Linked DNA regions of Mus musculus: all the other regions are linked to region 4. The links are chromatin contacts, called in public promoter capture Hi-C maps. All regions are on one chromosome and are shown on one strand. The core of a region is the stretch at or near the end of the contact, and the rest is flanking DNA. Distances in the headings are between cores, read along the strand shown.

Region 1 (2,700 bases), core at 167-2,666, 4.6 Mb before region 4:
TTGCCTCATGCCCTAGCAGAAGTGGTTTTTGTCAGCTGTAGATAGTTTCTGTGACATTTGGAATTCTGGGAACTTCTCAGAGGGTATATATAAATGCTAGAGCCCCGTCTTCAGGGAGGTTGGAGGCAAATTGTTAGTAGTCTGACCATACACTGCACCAAAACCTCCAAAATTGTGAGCTAAAACTCCTTCCATATTTACCTCATTTTTCGTAGCAATGACAGTTTAACATCATCTCTAAATACTGTATATCTTTTAAATAGCCAAATCCACTTTCAAAAGGCCTACATCAATTCTGTTTATTTATTTTGATACACGTTCTCACTGTGTAGCTCTGCCTGGCCTTGAAAGAAGAGATCTATTGATCCATGCCTCTTGAGTATTAAAGGCCTGATCAATCACACACAAAGTTTTTGTTTTTTGCTTTTTGTTTTTTTTTTTTTTGGAGACAAGGTCTCACTATGTAGTCCTTTTTGGGCTGGAACTCAGAGATCCACATGGTACTGCCTCCCAAATGCTGGGAGGGAAGGTGTGTATTACGACACAAGCAAAAGAGAAAGAAAGAAAACCAATCCTAAGGGGCGTGGGTTGCACATGCTTACTTATAATCCCAGCACTGGAGCGACGGAGGCAGAACTGCTGTGTGTCAGAGGTCTGCTTGGGCTCCATAGCCCGTACTATGTCAACCAGAGCTACACAGCAAAACTATCTCAACAGAACAAAAACAACAACAGAAATCAGGTAAAATGAGGTCAACTCTTAGAGATGGATCATCCATTCTTAAGCTTACAGTGTGTATGCTCTTCATTACTGCCTTTGGGAGCAGAGCAGACATATACAGTACTCACTTTGCGGCAGTCGGTGGCAGCAGCCTCTGGGTTTTCCTCCTCGTGGACCAGGTCCAACAACTGGAAGCCCGCATCCCCGACAGCTTCTGACCCACACTGAGGCTCCAAACTGTTCGAGGTTCCCGAGGATCGGTGGCTGGAGACCACCCTGTAGCGGCCCTCTTTACGGACCTCGCGCACCGAGGCACGAAGATCGCGGCGGATACGCAGCTGGCTGCTCCGGGACGGGCGCAAGGCAGCCCGCACAAGCTGCTGGATTGGCTCCTCCTGAGGGGCGTCGGGAAAAGAGATGACTGCGACACGGGCAGCGTTCAAAGATCGCTCCCACAAAGAGTCCATTCACCCTTCTCATACCTGGGATCGCACGGTGGCAACCAACTGGAAGACATTTCTCTCCGCCGCCGCCGCCTCCTGGCCCTCTGGCGTCTCCCGAGCCGCCGACTCGACCTCGCTGCTCCGGGGGCGTTTACAGGCCAGCACGAGCGCCTCGGCGGGCTCCGCGTTGCGCTTCCGCTTCACGCGCAACACCGCAGTCCTGCCGGCCTCCATAGCGGCGATCGCGGAGTACTGTGGGAAGGCGCGGGGCGCGACGGGATGTCCATCCAGTTCAGCGGGCGGGGCCTCACGGAACGTCACGCTACGCCTCGACGCCCCACCCACAGTGGGAGAGGCAAAATGGCCGCGGGAGTGGCGGCGAGTGGATCGCTTCCCACAGCGGGTGAGCTGTTGGGCTTGCTGGGGAGGTTGGGCCGTGGCTGGGCCTGGGTGCAGTCGGTCTTCCGGCCTCATTTTTAGGGCTCTGGCGTTGGGGATATTTGGGTTTCCGGTGTACTTATCTTCCGGGCTGCTCCAGAGTCCACGTGGAGTGGTTCAAGCACCCTGAGCAGGTCTGCCGCAGCGGTCCGCGTGGGTGACTGTCCTTTCTCAGACTGTCGCCGGGCGCAGGACTTGTGTCAGAAGCCTCGCCCCAGTCACTCACACCGGGCGGGACCTCAGTTGTATGCAGCGCCCCTAACCCAGCCGGGAACGGTTCGGTCCCGGGACCGTTCGGGCGGTTTTGCTTCGGGATGGCTTTCTCAGTTCGTATTCTGAGCAGTTTGGGAACCATTCAGTTCACGACACTCACCCGGAGAAGCGCCAGACGTTTGTGTGCCCGAGGTGGACATGCTTTTGATTAAAACACTGGAGTGGCCCTCAGTGCATTTTTAAGTGTGTTCTTAGTGAAACCCTAGCGACATCACAGATAAGCAAGTGTCCTTAATCTGTTGCGGAATAACCACTTCTGCGCTTTTACTGTATAATGTTAGCTCATTGCTCGGCTTACCCTGCCTTCTCACTTGCCTTCACTTGAAGGCTGGACCCCGATGGACTTGTGGGGCCTTTTTAATTATGTAGGAATTTCTGAAAAGTGGCGAAACTTCCAAACAGCCCTATATATTTACTGTAGGCCCCCCCTCACCCCCAAATTTTTCTTCAGACAGGAATCTCATTGTGCAGCCCTGACAGGCATGGAACTCATAGAGATGGTCCTGCCTCTGCTTTTCTAGTGCTAGAATCAAAGACATGCAACGACACGTTGTTCTGTTTTGTTCTTGTTTTATGACAAGGTCTCACAGCATTGCCCAGGATGGCATCAAACTTTAGATCCTTCTGCCTCAGTTTCCTACGTGCTGAGATTTTAGACATGAGCTACCACAACTGGCTTTTATTATAGTTTTTGATGGTATATCCTATATAAAAAATGAAAATTACTCTTGTCAGAAATATCAAAATACTGGTTAATTTTCTTTTGAGATGGGCTGTCACTATGTAGTTCTTGCTGGCCTAGAACTTACTATGAAGACCATGTTGA
Region 2 (2,700 bases), core at 180-2,679, 3.3 Mb before region 4:
TTTTGTTTGTTTGTTTTGTTTTTGTTTTTTTTTTTTTCCGAGACAGGGTTTCTCTGTGTAGTCTTGGCTGTCCTGGAACTCACTTTGTAGACCAGGCTGGCCTCGAACTCAGAAATCCGCCTGCCTCTGCCTCCGGGGTGCTGGGATTAAAGGCATGCGCCATCACGCCCAGCAAGAATTGTTTTCTTTAGCCACTAACAAACTGCATATTTGGAAACAACTTAATTCTATGCTAAGGAAACACACAAGCCACAGTGAAAGTAACATTACACCTCTCTAACCCACTAAAACTACTTCAAACAACGAGTTTCCACATGCCAAAGGAAACTTCATCCACGAGTCTTTAAAGCCCCTCCATCTGTTCCTTGATACAACTACCAACAGTGTCTGCACCCCCCCCCCCCATTCTTACCAATTGTTAAAATAAAGCTTAAACAGTGTTCACCCCATCAGGGCCCCTAGTATCCCAGGCATTCCGAACAATACAACTGAATTCAGACTCAAAAGGCTCCGTCTTGAGGTTTTTTTTTTTTTTTTTTTTTTTTGGCTCTGGTTGAGTTAGCTGCACAAAGCCTGCTTCAGACCAGGCACTAGCGCCGACTTGACTGCAAGTAGACTCCCTACTGGACCTTCATATTTGTTAACTCCTCACACTAATTATCTTGTAAAACTTCCGAACACGTGCAACAGGTCTGGCCGGATGAACGGCTGGAGCAGGCAAGGGTGGCAGTGAGCTACCCAAGGGAACTGTAGGCTGGCCCCAATCTGCACCTGCCTCGTTTTTAGAGGAACAAGCCGACACCTTATTCATTCCCATTTTAAAGGTACCATTCGACCAGAATCCCAAATCGAAACTTGGCTATGATCCCTGCCTCATCCAGAAAATCGTTCATCGGGGACTCCGAGACCGGGGTTTCAGTGACAGCTTTTACAGGCACGGGCACACGAGACTGAAGCTCGGTCTTAAACGGCGCCCAGCCGTTCTGGGAAAAGGCGCGGCCTCGGCGGGTAGCATCGTTCCGGCTCCGGGGCCTCGCCAGGCGGGCCAGACTCAGGAGTGGCGGCCTCGGTGGGGGTGCGAGGCTGTCAATGGGTACCGAGCACCGCGGTGTGGAGCCGCTGGGGTCGCTTGTCCCAACCCGTGTCCCCGGCCGCCGCGTTTGTGCCCGGCGCGCCCGTGACTCAGCAGCCCTGCGCCGTGTGGCCGCCACGCGCCACCCGCTCACCGGTTGAAATGATCCACCACACTGAGCAGCACCAGGGGGTGAACCACCACCTTCTGCACCGCCAGCTCCGGCATCGCGACACAGCCCGACCACCGGCCCGGCTCCCTGCAACCCGCAAACACCAGCAACCGCAGCGACACAGGCCGCTCCTCCAGGCCCCAGCACCTCCCCTTCCGGTTTGACCGCCGCTGCACAGTCGACTTCCGCTCCCAGAGCGCTTTGCGCTCGTGCCCGCCCTGTCGCCAGGGGCGCCATCTTGAGAAAGGGAAAGAACCGCCTTGCCTTCTGTGGGACTTAGGCTATTGACGAAGCTTGGCATTGAGCCTTTCCCTAGGTTTTTGTTTTTGTTTTTGTTTTCGTTTTTGTTTTTCCTCAGTTGTTTGCCAGCTCACCATTTCTCCTCCTTGGAAGGTTGTAGAAAAAGGCAGATAAACATAAGTAGTAACAGCGTGTACTTCTACTAATCAAATAATTAACGACATATATTTAACTTTCTTTTTTTTTTTTCAAAGATTTACTTATCTATTATATGTAAGTACACTGTAGCTGTCTTCAGACACACCAGAAGAGGGAGTCAGATCTCGCTACGGATGGTTGTGAGCCACCATGTGGTTGCTGGGATCCGAACTCTGGACCTTCGGAAGAGCAGTCAGGTGCTCCTACCCACTGAGCCATCTCACCAGCCCTTAACTTTCACTTAACACTTTAAGTCAGCACTGTTTCAAAATTTCCCAGAGGAGTTTCATTTGTTTGTTTGTTTGTTTTTGGGTTTTGGTTTTTGTTTTGTTTTGCTTCTTTTTTTTTTTTTTTTTTTTTTTTTGAGACGGTGTTTCTTTATGTAACAGCCCTGGCTGTCCTGGAACTCACGTTGTAGACCTGACTGGCCTCTACCTGCCTCTGTTCCCTGAGTGCTGGAGTTAAAGTCATATGCCATCACACCTGGTTTTTATTTATTTATTTTTAATGTTTTATTTCATTGCTTTTGAAGTTGGGCCTTCTATGACATTGACTAGCATGGAAATTGTTGTATAGTCCAGGGTGGTCCCCTGTCTCTACCTCCTCCTAAGTACAAGGGTGACAGCATATGCGACCACACGTGGTTTAGAGATGCTCTCGGTCTCTAACACCAAGGGCACACTTTGGGTGTATGACTGGATACTTTATCTATAGTTTTTATTTCTGGGAATTTTCCTTAATGCTCACTGTGACATAATGAGTGCAACAACATTCAGGTTTTGTTAATCCCAAAGATTTGGGGAGAAAGGCCACCAACCCAAAACACCATGGCTAAATTAATTAAAATTAATTAATTAAAGCAAGCATTTTTATTTATTCAATTTAATTTAGTTTTTATAGGGGTCCCCAATTTCAATTCAATGCTTGGGTGTAAGTATCTGTCTGTCTAAGTCAACTGCTGGTAGGGCCTCTTAGAGGACAGCCATGCCAGTCTCCCGTCTGTAAGCATATCATAGCT
Region 3 (2,700 bases), core at 116-2,615, 4.7 Mb before region 4:
ATACCCAGAACGGCCGAGAGAAATCCTCCTGTCTCAAAAAACCAAAATACAATTTAATAAATAAATAACTTCCTATTTTGCTATAAAAACTAGAATTGTTGGCATTAACGTGGGGTCAGCTGTTTACCAAGAAGAGGGAAGGAAGAGGTGGGGGGTGGAGCAGAAGTCTTGGGACCAAGCAGTGTCCCAGAAGCACAGTTGGCCTTCAGAAGGAAGTATGTAGAGGGTTATTTCTCAGAAGCACTGGTCAGTTCACCCCCAGAGTGTTGGCATATTACTGGGTGTTGAGCCTTTTGCCTACTACCGTCTGGGCCCCAGCTCCTCGCTCCAGTCAGTCTTATGCCCTTCCTGAGTCCTCAGGCTTGCGCGGACAGGGGCTAAAGTGCCAACATGAGCTCTCGAGCCCTGTTCTTTGCAGGGGAATCCTACAGAGAAATGGTTCAGACTTTCAGATCCAAACCACTCCCAACTCTATTCGTGTGCTGCACTTACAGAGTGACAGACCGTTTGAAACAGGCTGATCTCTGGGCCGTAGTGCCGCAAGCCTTTAATCCCAGCACTTGGGAGGCAGAGGCAGGCGGATTTCTGAGTTCAAGGCCAGCCTGGTCTACAAAGTGAGTTCCAGGACAGCCAGGACTGCACAGAGAAACCCTGTCTCGAAAAACAAAACAGAAAGAAAGAAAGAAAGAAAGAAAGAAAGAAAGAAAGAAAGAAAGGAAGGAAGGAAGGAAGGAAGGAAGGAAGGAAGAAAGAAAGAAAGAAAGAAAGAAAGAAAGAAAGAAAGAAAGAAAGAAAGAAAGAAAGAAAGAAAGAAAGAAAGAAAGAAAGAAAGAGAGAAAAAGAAAGAAAAAAGAAAAGAAAGAAAGGCTGTTTTAGCTTCTTCTCCCAGACCTGCTTCTTGGGTTCTAACATGCATTTCTACCGGCAAGGCAGACAGTAAAAGTTTTCTGGACGTGGGCGGCCAAACCTAGATGCCCCTGGGGATGCCAGTGTAAAGGCCGTATAAAGGTCCTGGACAGCTGCTGGTCACCCGAGTTCCAAAACACTAACTTCCTCTTTTTTTGTTTAGAGACCATTCACCCATAGCAAATGAAGGGCATGTTTTTGGTCCTTGTGCTGTGGGAAGGCTAGGAATTAGGAATGAGAACTACTTGAGTGGACTTTGAGAATTGTTCTGTGTTGGGTTCACGGTGAGGTGAGATGGGGCTGTGTAGGAGCAGGGCGACAGCTGGGATGATAAGCGGCTCCCATCGGTTGGTCGATCGATGCGTTCGGCGCGCAGCAAAGTCCCGGAGGTGGGCATGGGCGGGTGGTGAGCTCCGGTGGGAGGGACGCTCGTGGCGGAGAGTTGCAATTGGTAGAGCCTTAGCAAGAGGCGGGTCTTAATTGACTGGTATCTGCGAGCGGTGGGGTTAACTAGCTGAGCTGCGGCCCGGGCCTAGGCACGATCCCTAATCTCTAAAGCAGCCCCTTGGACCTGCGACCACAGTCTCACGCCATGGATCGCCATCTCTGCACCTGTCGCGAGACCCAGCTCCGGAGTGGCCTCCTGTTACCTCTGTTTCTACTAATGATGCTGGCAGACCTGACGCTCCCGGCCCAACGTCACCCCCCGGTGGTGCTGGGTGAGACTCGTGTTCAGGGTGGTGGTGGGTGGATCCTGCAGGATCCAGTGCAGCCAGGGTCTGGTGGGCCAACTGCTCTGTTGTGCATCTGCTTTAAGCACGAAACCCAGAGCATTTGGTTTCTAACCTGGGTCAGTTCGGTTAGCCCACCTCCCGCCATACCGGGCATGGGTGTGGTCTGGAGCCCTCTGAAACGTGAGAGTAAAGGGAATAGATAATGTCTGGCTTTCCACTCCACCTAACTGCAACAGCTCCAAACCTTGCCTCGCCATGCCCCCATTTCTTAGCTGGAAAGACTGAGGCAATTCAACCCTACTTCAGCGGGTTCCTAGGCAGTCTCAGAATCGGTCATTACCTCCTACCCTCTCTATTTCACAGGGAATGAGTGGTAGCAAGTTCTATCCACGCTGGCCCCCAAAAGCATTTCTCTGCTCTCAGCTTATGGAATGGATGGTATTGACTTTCGAGGAGATGGCCTAAGGGAAACAGGGTGGCTAAGGGAAGGGAGGAGAGAGGAATGGGGTTGGGACAACAGTCTTGAACTGGCGTTGAGGGAGTCCGGGAGTCTGAGAGCATGCCTCCACTCTCCGCTTCCAGACCTAATTACTCTAGGCTGTACTGAGGCCAGGTGACATTCCCTGCCCACTTGCTCTTCTGTCTTAGACTTGGCAGCGGAACAGAAATAACAATGTTTCTATGTGGTAATAGGCCAGGCTAAAATCTCTAGGAGTCTTAGATGCCCCATTCAGCCAATGGAAGTCGTTTTGAACTGGTGTTTCGCTGGCCAGGACTCCTGAGAACAGAGACATGCTGAAACGTACGCTATATATATGTTTATGTATGTATATGTGTGTGTGTGTGTATATATATATATATTTTCTTTCTGCTGGAGCATAAATTCCTGTGCTCTTTCTTCCCTTTTTTCTTTTTGTCTTGTCTTAGACAGGGTTTTTCTGTGTAACCCTGGCTGTCCTGGAACGCACTCTGTAGACCAGGCTGGCCTTGAACTCAGATACCCACCTGCCTCTCCCTCCCAAGTACTAAGATCAAGGGTGTATGCCACCATGCCTAGCTG
Region 4 (2,700 bases), core at 82-2,581:
TCCTAAAATACCTAATAAACTAATATCTCTAAGGCTTATCCCTAAAGGTTGAACTGGCACTGGCAGCTTGAGGGTAGAGGACCTCACAATTTACAAGGCTGTCACGGATGAGTTCCGGCTGCACCATAAGCAGCGAACGTGATGTTATGACTTTGGACATTTGCTTTAACAGGGGGGAAGATGGTACCTTGCCTCGTAAGGCTCTGTATGCAGAATTTCGTGTTTGAGGCTACGAGAAGGAAACCTATGGCCTTGGGCAAGTGCTCTCTACCATTAGGTTTGGAGGATTAAAATGAGCACCTACTCACTCAACACCAAAACAAACGGATCTCCTGGCTTACTGAAGAGGTGCTTCCTGGAGGAATATCCGGTATCAGGTAACCGTAACAGCCAAACCGTGGAAAGCTTCCTCCCCCGCCTCTGCCTATAATCTCCGGTTCCACCATCACCTCCTTTTTATCTTGCACAGTCTTCAAATGGGTACTATTAGCCTTCGGGTTTTTTTTTTCTTTCTTTTACAGTAAACAGAGGTTCAGAGGAGAAACAACATTTTGCCTAACTACCAAATGCACAAGTTCAAACCAGATCCCCGGCTCCCGGGCGGTTTCTGATAGTTGCACATTTTGAACAAACAGAATTTTTACCCCTTGCTGATTGAATAGTCTTTCAATCTCGAGTCTTCCTATGCAGCCTCGGTGGGACTCCCACTTCCTCAACCTCCCCCGCGTGGTGGAAATACACGAGTGTGCCACCACGTTAAACTCGCAAGCCTTAAAGGACTCGTTCCCACTCTGAAGACACAAGTGGGCGAAGAGTCCACGAGGCCATTTGCCCACGGCAAGCATTTCCCTAACCTCACGCCTACCGAACCTCTCGGGCCTAAAACTGCCCCTGCGGCTCCGGCCGAGGTGCCGGGCAGCTCTCTCCTATGAGCGCTCTCCACTTCCTCCGCGACAGAGAAGCTGGGAGGCCACTTCTTTACCCTGCTGCAAGAAGGATGGCTTCGGTACCCGACGGATGCTGAATCGCTTCAAGGCCTAAGCCACCGCCACTGCCGATCCGCCGGCGTCCGCCATTAGCCTTCAAGACGGGCCTTCGGGTGCCGCGCGACGGGAAAAAGGTATCTAGCCCCCGCCTGATAAATAGATGTAAATTTGGGATGTTTTCATCTTGCACCTGAAGACTAATGAGTTATCTAAAATTTATACGTTACGGTAAGTTTTCTGTAAAATAGAAGGTTAGTTTTAAAAATAGACTTCCAATGGTTTTGATCGGGCATATCTGTGGGCAGCCCCAAAGGTCACCGCGCCAACGCAGAGGGGACCTCGCAAGCCCGGAAGCGCCCACCGGGAGCCAAGATGGCGGAGGTGGAGTCTCCGCTGAAATTGTCAGGAGCTCCTCCGCCACCGGAGGGGGTGGGAGGAGGACACTGCTCCGAAATCTCCACCGAGCTCATTCGCTCTCTGACAGAGCTGCAGGAGCTGGAAGCTGTGTACGAACGACTCTGTGGCGAGGAGGTGGGGAGCTGAACCTCCTTTTTCCTGGAGGATCCGGTGGCAGAGGGCATCACGGGTGTCGATCGCTTTACCAGGGAAAACGAGAAAGCAGCTTCCCAAGAGGCTTTAATGTAGTTGGGCATTTGGGTACACCTGTCAGTTCTACTCAAGCTTATTTGACCTGTTACCTGGACTACTTCCTTGGTCTGCCTCCGTATTGATTTCCCTGACGAGTAAAACTGGAAGTGGTGTGTGTGTGTGCGCGTACATGTATGTATTACATGCACACATACATATGTGTATACCGAATTGGCTTGACTTCAGAATAAGAATTGCTTTGGCTTGGGAAGTGAAAAGTTACGAAAGTTTCTTCTCGACTCATTTAAAGGAGAAGTTCCTTTCTATTTAGCTTGAAGGTCTAAGACTTTTTCTCTTGGAAGAAATGATTATGTGTGTATTTTTAGCATTTCAGTTAAGTGTAGGCATTTGGATGTTTTCTTATTTTGAGACGGCCTCGGTGTTGCCCATATTGTCTTCAAATTGGCTACCTTCCTAGAGCAACCTCTCAAGCTACTGGCATTATAGGCGAGCTCACAACTCCCTAGAAGTTTGAAATCTCCCTGTTAGGACTTTGAAGTTTTAAGACTAAGGCGCAGCTGTCTGGTCTCGGACAAGTGATTTCATCTCTTGTACCTCGGATGTGTGGTCAATCAAGTAACAGGTGTGGAAAGGATTCGGCTTCCTTTCTATTAATAGCATGCTATATCTCTTTATATACGTTTGTTTCTTTTCCATGGCAGTCTGGTGCTGTCAGTTCGTGGATGGATTCCTTGCAAGTCAGAAGATGTAACCTCTCACCTAAAAACCTTGGCAGCTGTTTTTCCCAGGGAACTTTTTTTTTTTTTCTTTTTAGATAGGCTCTAACTATCTAGCCCTACCTGGCCTGCAACTCACTATGTAGACCAGGCTTGCAGTGAACTCAGTAATCTGCCTGCCGCTGTCACTCAAGTGCTGGGATTAATGTCATGCAGCTCTCAAAGCGCTCTGAATAGAGGAAAAGAGAGTTGTTACTACCTTTGAATGTTTTCAAGTACTGCCTTGCATCTGCTCCAGCAGTTCCCACACAAGTAGTGGTTTAAAGTTGAGTGCTCTTGACTTAACATTCCTAAGTCTATATTCTTTGAAGCAATTAATACATTGGGGA
Region 5 (2,700 bases), core at 97-2,596, 3.8 Mb before region 4:
AGTCCTGCAAAGGAAGTTACAGGCTCGATGAGGTGAGGCTTTGCTGAACTCATGCCCAACCTCCTGTCCCTACTTTGTTTCCTGCCCTGGCCATGCCTATTTATATCCTATCTACAGAGGCAGCATCCAAGAGTGAATGTGGATAACAGCTCTTATCCCTCCTAGAAAGGGTACCCCAATTTTGTCCAGTGCCGACTTTTTACTCAGCGTGATTCCCAGCACTACTACAGGGCAAGGATAAGAAATCAAAACTCTTTTCAAGGGCTGTTTATCAAAGGTATTTCATGCCAGGCATGGTGGCACACACCTTTTAATCCCAGCACTCAGGAGGTAGAGGCAGGCGGATTTCTGAGTTCGAGGTCTACAAAGTGAGTTCCAGGACAGCCAGGGCTATACAGAGAAACCCTGTCTCGACCCCCCCCCCCCAAAAGAAAGGTATTTCAGCTTGGCACTGTAGCAAATAACCATATTACATAAAACAATGTGAATGTGAAGCATGGAATGGTTTGTTGCCCTAGTCTGGGTAAATCTGGGTCCCACTTTCTTACACAAGCCCCACCACGATAAACTGGGAAAATCGTGTGTGCAATACAGACACACTTACATGGGAATCTATATACCTACTCATGAGAAAGGGGAAAGACAGGCTCCATATCTAAGGAATCACCCTGCAACCCATCTAGGCGGGCCTGACCTGCTCTTCAGGAGTTCAGTTGGCTCCCGAGTGCCGCTGTGTCTGCACTGTCTCTAGCCAGAGAGAGCAAGACCACCCCGCTGCCCACGTCCCCTGCACCTGAGATCTGCACGGCTTGGAAGCGAGGCACACACGCCAGAAAGCCGGCGACACTCTCGCAGCCCTCGGGGAAGGTGACCAAGCGGCTGTCCAACACTCTCAGACTGGGGTTCACCAGCACCCGAAGTGGGAAGGGTTCCATCTGACGCAGTTCGCGCAGGCGCGGTGAGAAGGCTCGGAGGAGCTTGTCCGGGAACTCGAGCGCCAACACTTGCAGCGGCACCCCGAGCTGCGGCGCACTAAGGCCCACACAGCCACGCCGTCGCATTACCTGCACCATCCGCCCCACCAGCCGCTGCAGCTCCGGCCCCGCTAGCTGCTCGGGTTCCACCGGGGCCGCCACGACGCGCAGCACCGGGTCCCCGACCTGGCACACGTGCGCGTATGGCGGCTGCGGCGCGCCACATACAAGGCGCCTGAGGTACCGCCAGTAGGAGCGCGTGCGCGCCGGGCCCTCCAAGGCGGCCAAGGAGCTGCACCTCTGCGCCCGGCTCCCCGGAACCCACGCCGGCCGCGGCAGCCTGCCCAGCAGCAACATGGCGCGGGGAGACGCCGCGGCCCTTCCTTCCGCTAGCGCCAAAGACGCCGGGAAGCGTAGTTCCCGTGTAACTTCCGGACGCCCATCGTCGGGAACAGCAGGCGAGTGGCGACAGTTGTCGGTTTTATTAAAGCTGCAAATACCACAGGGCCCGCGCTATCCTGGGCAAAGCAACTGCACACACCTTCCCGCTGCAGAAGCGCGTACCCTCAGGGCTGCTCCCCAGGCTGCGGGCAGGGGACACTGCCTATGGCTCCTCCCTCACTCGGTGGCTCGGCTGGCAGCGGCTCCCCCTCCATGGGCTCCTGAGGCAGCGGCTCCCCTGGTTCCCTCTTCTCTGTTACAGGCTCCATGCTCCGCTGCTCCGCAGGGAGCTCTGGAGCTGGGGCCACGAGGTCCGGCCCCAGCTCCTGCTCATCTAAACAGAAAACTGTTTCTCTCTTAGGCAAAATAAAGGCGAGAGGTTCCTGGATGGCGCTGATGTTCACGTGTCCAAGGTTTCCGTGCTTAGAGAGCTGGGTGGGTGAAATGCCTGACCCAGATGGTAGGGAAAAAGAAATGAAAAAGAAAAAAAAAGTTATTAAATTCAATGCAGAGATCTCAGGGATGGTGTGGGGCAGGGGAGGGGACACTCAGAGAAAAGATTTAACACAATTACATATTTCAATACAACAAGAACATCTTTTTGGGTTTTTTGTTTTTTTGAGACCTGGCTATGCTGGAACTCTATAGACCAGGCTGGTCTCTTATCTCACAGAGATCGTCCTGCCTCTGCCTCCCAAATGCTGGTATTAAAGTTGTGCCAGGCTAAGGGCATCTCTGTAATACAAAAGGACAGTTAGTTATATTGGAGCCCCATTGTAAGGGTGGATGGAGCCTGAGCCAGGAGACACTCAGTAAATACTGGAGTCCAGGCACAGATCCCAGCTATTTGGGAGGCAGAGGCAGGAGGATCTCTGAGTTCAAGGCCAGTTGGGTATACCAAGTTAGTTCCAGGGTAGCCAGTGCTATATACTGAGATCCTGTCTAGTGTCAAACCAAAAACAAGGGCTACAGACATGGCTCAGTGGTTAAGTACTCTTCCAGAGGTCCTGAGTTCAATCCCCAACAACGTGGCTCACAACCATCTGTAATGGGATCTGACGCCCTCTTCTGACATACACGCAGGTGTGCATTCAGATAGAGCACTCACATAAAATCTTTAAAAAGACAAAACGAAAACAACAATGATAAAAGCCAGGCTGTGGTGAAGAACACCTTTAATCCCAGCACTCAGGAGATTTACAGAGTTCCAGGACAGCCAGAGTTTCACAGAGGAACCCCTGAAGAGAAATCCCATATCAAAAAACCAACCAAACAAACAAACAAA

What was found. Promoter capture Hi-C pulls out the DNA fragments that hold promoters and counts their contacts. Capture Hi-C pulls out chosen DNA fragments and counts their contacts.
Region 1: a promoter capture Hi-C map of pre-B cells shows a contact between it and region 4, with 4 times the contacts expected there. The contact joins the promoter of Slc7a6os here to the promoter of Cog4 in region 4. A contact is called at or near these places in 3 of 39 promoter capture datasets (cranial neural crest, liver and pre-B cells).
Region 2: a contact with region 4 is called in a promoter capture Hi-C map of pre-B cells. The contact joins the promoter of Psmd7 here to the promoter of Cog4 in region 4. A contact is called at or near these places in 3 of 39 promoter capture datasets (liver and pre-B cells).
Region 3: a promoter capture Hi-C map of adipose tissue shows a contact between it and region 4. The contact joins the promoter of Pla2g15 here to the promoter of Cog4 in region 4. A contact is called at or near these places in 1 of 39 promoter capture datasets (pre-B cells) and 1 of 9 other capture datasets (adipose tissue).
Region 5: a contact with region 4 is called in a promoter capture Hi-C map of liver, with 4 times the contacts expected there. The contact joins the promoter of Pdf here to the promoter of Cog4 in region 4. A contact is called at or near these places in 4 of 39 promoter capture datasets (hippocampal neurons, liver and pre-B cells).

The regions. Positions count from the first base shown.
Region 1 is chr8:106,209,517-106,212,216 of GRCm38.p6, forward strand. It overlaps Slc7a6os (solute carrier family 7, member 6 opposite strand), which reads right to left and starts at 1,417. Exons shown (of 5, transcript NM_001007567.2): 1 at 1,203-1,417; 2 at 849-1,115. The coding sequence starts at 1,397. It overlaps Prmt7 (protein arginine N-methyltransferase 7), which reads left to right and starts at 1,538. Exons shown (of 18, transcript NM_145404.1): 1 at 1,538-1,566.
Region 2 is chr8:107,587,053-107,589,752 of GRCm38.p6, forward strand. Psmd7 (proteasome (prosome, macropain) 26S subunit, non-ATPase, 7) reads right to left here and starts at 1,430. Exons shown (of 7, transcript NM_010817.2): 1 at 1,227-1,430. The coding sequence starts at 1,300.
Region 3 is chr8:106,148,989-106,151,688 of GRCm38.p6, forward strand. Pla2g15 (phospholipase A2, group XV) reads left to right here and starts at 1,366. Exons shown (of 6, transcript NM_133792.3): 1 at 1,366-1,625. The coding sequence starts at 1,499.
Region 4 is chr8:110,845,693-110,848,392 of GRCm38.p6, forward strand. It overlaps Cog4 (component of oligomeric golgi complex 4), which reads left to right and starts at 1,332. Exons shown (of 19, transcript NM_133973.2): 1 at 1,332-1,517. The coding sequence starts at 1,359. Sf3b3 (splicing factor 3b, subunit 3) reads right to left here and starts at 1,111. Exons shown (of 26, transcript NM_133953.2): 1 at 983-1,111.
Region 5 is chr8:107,047,268-107,049,967 of GRCm38.p6, forward strand. It overlaps Pdf (peptide deformylase (mitochondrial)), which reads right to left and starts at 1,347. Exons shown (of 2, transcript NM_026513.2): 1 at 794-1,347; 2 at 1-4. The coding sequence starts at 1,331. It overlaps Cog8 (component of oligomeric golgi complex 8), which reads right to left. Exons shown (of 5, transcript NM_139229.4): 5 at 1,442-1,863. The coding sequence ends at 1,541.